Linked DNA regions of Pan troglodytes: region 2 is linked to region 1. A link is a contact called in public HiChIP or PLAC-seq data. All regions are on one chromosome and are shown on one strand. The core of a region is the stretch at or near the end of the contact, and the rest is flanking DNA. Distances in the headings are between cores, read along the strand shown. Region 1 holds the start of RCE1 (Ras converting CAAX endopeptidase 1). Region 2 holds the start of C11H11orf86 (chromosome 11 C11orf86 homolog).

The links. HiChIP or PLAC-seq counts read pairs in DNA pulled down with a chosen protein or histone mark.
Region 2: a contact with region 1 is called in an H3K4me3 HiChIP or PLAC-seq map of stem cell-derived excitatory neurons, with 7 times the contacts expected there. The contact joins the promoter of C11H11orf86 here to the promoter of RCE1 in region 1. A contact is called at or near these places in 1 of 7 Hi-C or Micro-C datasets (stem cell-derived neural progenitor cells) and 1 of 1 datasets of contacts at active chromatin or transcription factors (stem cell-derived excitatory neurons).

What each region holds. Positions count from the first base shown.
Region 1 is chr9:69,163,922-69,166,948 of NHGRI_mPanTro3-v2.0_pri, reverse strand. It overlaps RCE1 (Ras converting CAAX endopeptidase 1), which reads right to left and starts at 1,406. Exons shown (of 7, transcript XM_054661443.2): 1 at 1,222-1,406; 2 at 1,001-1,103; 3 at 823-906; 4 at 496-574. The coding sequence starts at 1,406. TOP6BL (TOP6B like initiator of meiotic double strand breaks) reads right to left here. Exons shown (of 17, transcript XM_054661441.2): 16 at 1,788-2,008; 17 at 1,533-1,688. The coding sequence ends at 1,623.
Region 2 is chr9:69,297,796-69,300,822 of NHGRI_mPanTro3-v2.0_pri, reverse strand. C11H11orf86 (chromosome 11 C11orf86 homolog) reads right to left here and starts at 1,635. Exons shown (of 2, transcript XM_024347544.3): 1 at 1,187-1,635; 2 at 1-648. The coding sequence starts at 1,546. The coding sequence ends at 574.

The sequences.
Region 1 (3,027 bases), core at 157-2,656:
GGAATTCAGGACAAGCTGTGAGTGACAGGCTGTCAGACAGTGAGACCCCAGAGGCTCCAAGGGCTCCTCTCCCACAACTTTACCCTGGCCAAACTCAGGTTAGGCATCAATACTCCTGAGGACGGGGGTGTGGACCCAACATAAACCCAATGTCTTGAGATGACCTGAAGGGAAGGCATTAGCTGAGGCAGGGCATCCTGGAAGTAAACTCTGGAGACACCAAAATTTAAGCAAGACTAGCTCTGGTTGGGGAAGCAGGGAACAGTGCTCTCTGATCCACACCAAATGCTGCTGGGGGTTCCCAGGGAACTCCTTGGACGTTGGCAATCAACCCTTAGAGGCCACCTAGCTCTATGTTTCCATTTTACTGATGAGAAAACACACCCAGAGAGATGACATTTCACGTGTCCAGATCACACCCTGAGCCCGCTGACTCCCTGCCCCAATGTCCTGGACTGCCTGTGCTTACTTTTCCCTTCAGCCTTTAAGACTCACCCAGGACAACCTTCAGCCCATCTGCCAGGTCACAAGGGCAATCCATAGAGAGCTGCATCAGTGGGCCCAGGAAAAGAATCTGAGAGCAAGAAAACACTTTCACCATAACCCACCGCTTTTGCCCAGACCTTTGCCCATGCTCCCTGAGACTCCAAGCTTGAAATCCTCTCAGCCACGATTTCCAGACCATGCATACCGGAGGACCCTGGGGCCATCTCAAAAGTCCTGTCTCCCATCAACCAAAAACCAAAAACAAGAGGAGTCCACGGCACTGCCCATCAGGCTGATAACAAAGACCAGAAGAAAAAATACAGGAGGAGCACTCACCATGGTCAGCAACAGGGGCAGCAGCGCCGCTGGGAAAATGCCCTCCAGCCTGAAGCCCATCAGGGTGAGCAGGGATGTGCCTGGCTGAGCCACAGGAAAGGGGGCATCAGTTTTGCTTCCTCCCCTAAAGACCCCTGAGCTCTCACCGCCATTGCCCTTTGCCCCGCCTCCTTCGCACCTGGATGCCTGTGAGTTCCCTCCAGAGCAGCACGCACAGAGGTGAGAGACTGGACACCACCAGGACGCTGGTGAAGCGTCGCTTGATGACGGCGGGATGGTCCCTACGGAGGGGACAGTAAGTTCAGGGGGCCCGCGGCTGCCCATGAGCACGGACCCGCCCCCGGCTCGCCCAAGCTCCGCCCGCAGGGCGCGGATTCCGGCCGCGCGCAGCCCCCGCACCTGGGCAGTTCGCTCTTCCAGACGTAGAGGCTGCCCACGTAGGAGCAGGCGAGGCTGAGGCAGGAGAACACTGACACCCAGCAGCACAGCCCGGGGCCCGGGCCCCCCAGCGCCGCCGACTCGGGCGGCCGCTCCGGCCGCGACACCGACAGCAGTCGCAGCCCATCCCCGCCCAGCGCCGCCATTGCGCCCTGACCCGCGGCGCGCACCAGTGACGCAGTCCCAGGGAGGTGTGGGTGACGTCAGGCCGCGGTGCGGCTCCACGCCCCGCCCCGCCCGGGCCCGACGCGGAAGCAGACGCGGAAGAGGACTTGGTGAGCGCGGGGCAGCTTTATTAAACCACGGGATAACGGCTGCCCGCAGCCTCCGGATCGGTGGGCGCTTGCGGAAGGGGACCCGGCTCAGGGCCCAGGGCTGGGACTCAGCCACTCTGACAGGTTGGAGACCTCCTGCAGCCACAGCACGTCCTGCGGGAACAAGGGGGCCCGGGGTGAGGACCTCTCAGCAGCGGCCCGTGGCCTGCACCTCCTGCTGAGCCCTTCCCTGCGCGGCCCTCGCCCAGTTACCTCCAGGCGGCTCCTGAGGCTCGCCCTGCCCGGCGCCAGGGCCCTGCCGTGAGCCTCGCGGTCCTCCCTTCCTCTAGGAGTGAGGGGGGCCGCGGTGGCCTCCGGGCGGCGCGGGGCGGCCTCTGAAGGGCTCGGGGCCCTGGCGGAGCGCAGAGATCGCATCTCCTCTATGCGGGGGCTGCCCCTCTTGAGCCTCTTGTTTTCTGCTTGCCCGCTGGTATCTAGGAGAAAACAAGCCTCTTCATCTTACTTTCATGGCCCTGTGCTAGGAGCACCCTTGGGCAAGGGGAAGCCTGGGAGAACGGGCGCCGAGGGGCTCTTCCCACCGCATCCCTGTCAGCAGGTCCCATCCACACCAAAACCCTGCAGCTGTGGGCGCTTCTGGAGCAGCCCGAGGCTGCAGAGACGTTTCAGGGCCTCCCTATTCTCTCACCCAGGCGGGAGATTGTCCCGAGCCCTCACTTGGGGGACTCAGGCCGCTCAGTAACTTTCTGTATAGATTCTTCCTGGAGTCTGCACGGACAAGCCCCCCTCCCTGCCAGCCTCTGTCCTCCCTCACCTTTCTGGCCTCAGTTCTGTCTCCCTTTGTTGCTCACGTTGCATTGAGCAGTGCCCATAGGCAGCTTTCCTACTCTTAACTGATTCATTTGTCAAATTAAAGCGAGTTTAGATGAATAGATTCTTCCCCAGCAGGTCTTGGGGATGCAGATCAATGAGCTTTTCCCTGAGAGAAGCTCACAGATGCTAGGAGGGGATGCAGACCTGTGTACAAAGCCCAGGGTTAAAATAGAGAAGGAAGCCGACCACCTCTGGATGTGAAGAAGGGTTTCCATGAGGAGATACCTGAGCTGACCTTTTGTTTTTTTGAGACAAGGTCTTGCTCTGTTGCCCAGGCTGGAGTGCAGTGGCGCAGTCCTGGCTCACTGCAGCCTCGACCTCCTGGGCTCAAGCGATCCTACTGCCTCAGCTTCAGCTTCCAGAGTACCAGGAACCACAGGCGCATGCCACCACACCGGCTATTTTTTTTTTACTTGTAGAGACGGGTCTCACCGTGTTGCCCAGGCTAGTCTCAAGCTGTCCTCCCGCCCCGGCTCCCCAAAGTGACGGTATTACAGGCATAAGCCACCACTCCTGCCCCAGAGCTGGGTTTTGAAGGATGAAGAGTGATATGCCAGACAAGGGAGAGAAAGGGAATTTCTTGCTGAAAGTTAACACAAGTAAACCTTATGCAAAGGCATAA
Region 2 (3,027 bases), core at 386-2,885, 130 kb before region 1:
AAGGTTTTCAGCACAGAGTGTTCAGCCCGGAGGGCCACCCAGCTGTGGTCCTTGCCCCAGAGGGCTCACCATCTGGGAGGGAGACCTGCGCCCTGGCCCACCATCAGCAACTGACAAGAAGGGCAGTTGGGTCATGGCCCAGTGACCAGGCAACGTCCATGAGCCTCTCGGCCATGGATCTGGCTTCATCAAGCTCCGTCCTGGAAGTTGACAGCTGGTCGTGTGGGGCAGGAGCGTCCACAGCCCCCATTCCGGGCAGGCTTCTTCTAAACCTTCATAGAATCATAGTCCAAGGCCCCTACCCAAGCCCAGAGGGCAGACAGCTGAGCCCCCTTCTTTTTGACCCTGCTGGGGTCTTCAAAGAGAGCTAGTGCTGGAGTGGAAGGGCCAGAGCTAAGAGTGGCAGCCACGTGGCGACTCCAGTGAGCTGGTGGCAGAAGCCTCCTAGGGCCACCCAGCCAAAGTCCAGAGAGCCGTGAAGAGGTAGGTCAGCAGACACGGTGGGCTGGTCCAGGCACAGCAAGGGGGCCACCATGGCTTCCAGCATCTTTAGCTGATGGTGCCCAGTGTGGGCTACGGGGAGGCCGGCTGACTCAGAGTCACGCTGGGGAAGATGGCGACAAAGCTCTCCCACCTTCTTCTTACCTGCTGGAAGACAGAGGTGGGGGAGGTCCCACGGGCTGAGTGGTGGGCTTAGATGTTGTTCCACCCATAGCCACGAGGTGGGGGTAGACCCCAGGTAGAGAAGCACTGCTCATTGGAGACCCTGTCTCTTAGAGGAGGGAGCCTGCAGCCCCCCAAAAAGGGGTCCAGATCTCCCCTTTTTCTCTGGGGTGAGAGGGTCACACAGTGTACTTCCCAGGAAGTTGCACTGGCTGATCTCCTTGCCTCCTGCTCTATTCCCCCGTCCAGCATACTATCAATCAGCTAAAAACAGCGCTTACCATATCACCCTCCTCCTCTAAAACCTTCAGTGGCTCCCCAGTGCCTGTGGGATAAATCCCAAATGCCTTCAGGGCCCTCTGAAACGTGGCTCTGGGGTGTCTCTCTCTGCACCCTCATCTCCAGGCAGCTCGGTTGTCATCTTGGTACACAGCCTGGGCTGGCTCTGTCTCTGAACCTTTCCTGCCCTGGAATCCCTGCCCACCTGCTGTGGTACCCTCCATCCTTCAGCCCACAGCCATACCTGTTGGTACCGCCTCAGCCACCACCGGCTGCCTCTTCGCTGGGCTTGGATCAGCTGCTCTGTGTCCCCCAGGCTCCCCGGCACCCGCTCCTGGGCAGTGGCATCTGGCCCTTCTGTGCCTCTCTCGAGGCCCTGGGACCTGGACTTCTCTTGCCCCTGTCTGAGGCTTAGCGCCCTGCGGAGTTGGCCCTCCTGGGGCCTCCCCCAGGGCTCCTGCAGCTTTCCATAGGAGGGTCGGGGCTCTCGCAAGGACTGACTTCGCAGCCCTGTTCCCATGGCTCCGGAGGCTGCAGGCACAGGACTGCTCTGGCCCCTCAGCAAGACACTGGCCCTCTGAGGTGGCCCAGTGCCTCCACCCATCTGACAAGAGATCACTGGGGGCAAAGGTTGGTGCTGCCAAGGTGGCTTTCATAAATCAAAGGGCAGGCCACAGGGCCGAGCATCCCTGAGTCACCTCACCACTGCCTCCCCACCTTCTGGGTCAAGGAGTGAAGGCCAAAGGGAGGAAATTGCCACTCCCTCCTTCACCTATACTTCCCCCCTCCCCCTCCCCTCCCCCTCCCCTCCTCTCCCCCTCCCTCCTCCCCCATCTTCCCCCTCCTTCTCCCCTCCCCTCCCCCTTCCTTCCCCTCCCCTCCCCCTTCCTTCCCCTCCCCTCCCCCTCCCCCCTCCTCCTTCTCCTTCTCCTCTAGGCAGCTTCCCTGACTACCTCATCCCTGAAGAGTTTGTTCTCCTCTGAATTTCTATGGCCCCGGCATCCATTGACACTGAGCACCATGGCTTAACAACCAAACAGAGACAGCCTTTTAAGAATTGGGCCAGGCCCGGTGGCTCACGCCTGTAATCCTAGCACTTTGAGAGGCCAAGGCAGGCAGATTGCCTGAGATCAGGAGTTCCAGACCAGCCTTGCCAACATGGTAAAACCCCGTCTCTACTAAAAATACAAAAAATTAGCTGGGCATGGTGGCGGGCGCCTGTAATCCCAGCTACTCAGGAGGCTGAGGCAGGAGAATCACTTGAACCCAGAAGGCGGAGGTTGCAGTGAGCCGAGATTGTGCCACTGCATCCAACCTGGGTGACAGAGCAAGACTGCGTCTCAAAAAGAAATATATTTTTTAAAAAAGCATCAGTATGGCTCCAACCTAGAACAATCACATTCACAAAGACAGCAAGGAGGATGGCCGTTGCCAGGCACTGGGGGAGGGAGGAATGAAGAGTTTAATGGCTGTAAATTTTCAGATTTCATAAGATGAAGAGTTCCAGAGATTGGTTGCACAACAATGGCTGAAATGGTAAACTTTATGGTATATGTGTTTTACAATACTGGAGAATTTCTTCTTTTCTTTTTTTTTTTAAGAAACAGAAGGAAACAGGACGGCTCCAGGCTAGGAGTCAGGAGGCCTGGATTTTTTCCAGGCCCAGCACTGCCCCTAATGTCCCAGCAGCACAGCACTATCCTTGAGCACTCAAGCTCTGAGGACCAACTGCCTCTGGGTAAACTGTAGCTTCATTCCTTGCAGCCTTGTGACCTTGGGCACATTTTTCTCCTTCATTCGTAAGAGGGACAAATAACTTGGGTCATTGTTGTGCATATTAAATGTGGTCCACAGGGCTTGGCACACAGCAAGCCCTCGAACAAAGTGAGTTGGTAGTTGTATTTGTCCGTTCTCCTGCTGCTATAAAGAAAGACCTGAGGCTGGGAGCAGTGGCTCATGCCTGTAATCCTAGCACTTTGGGAGGCTGAGGCGGGTGGATCACTTGAGGTCAGAAGTTCAAGACCAGCCTGGCCAATATGGTGAAACCCCTTCTCTACTAAAAATACAAAAATTAGGCCAGGTTGC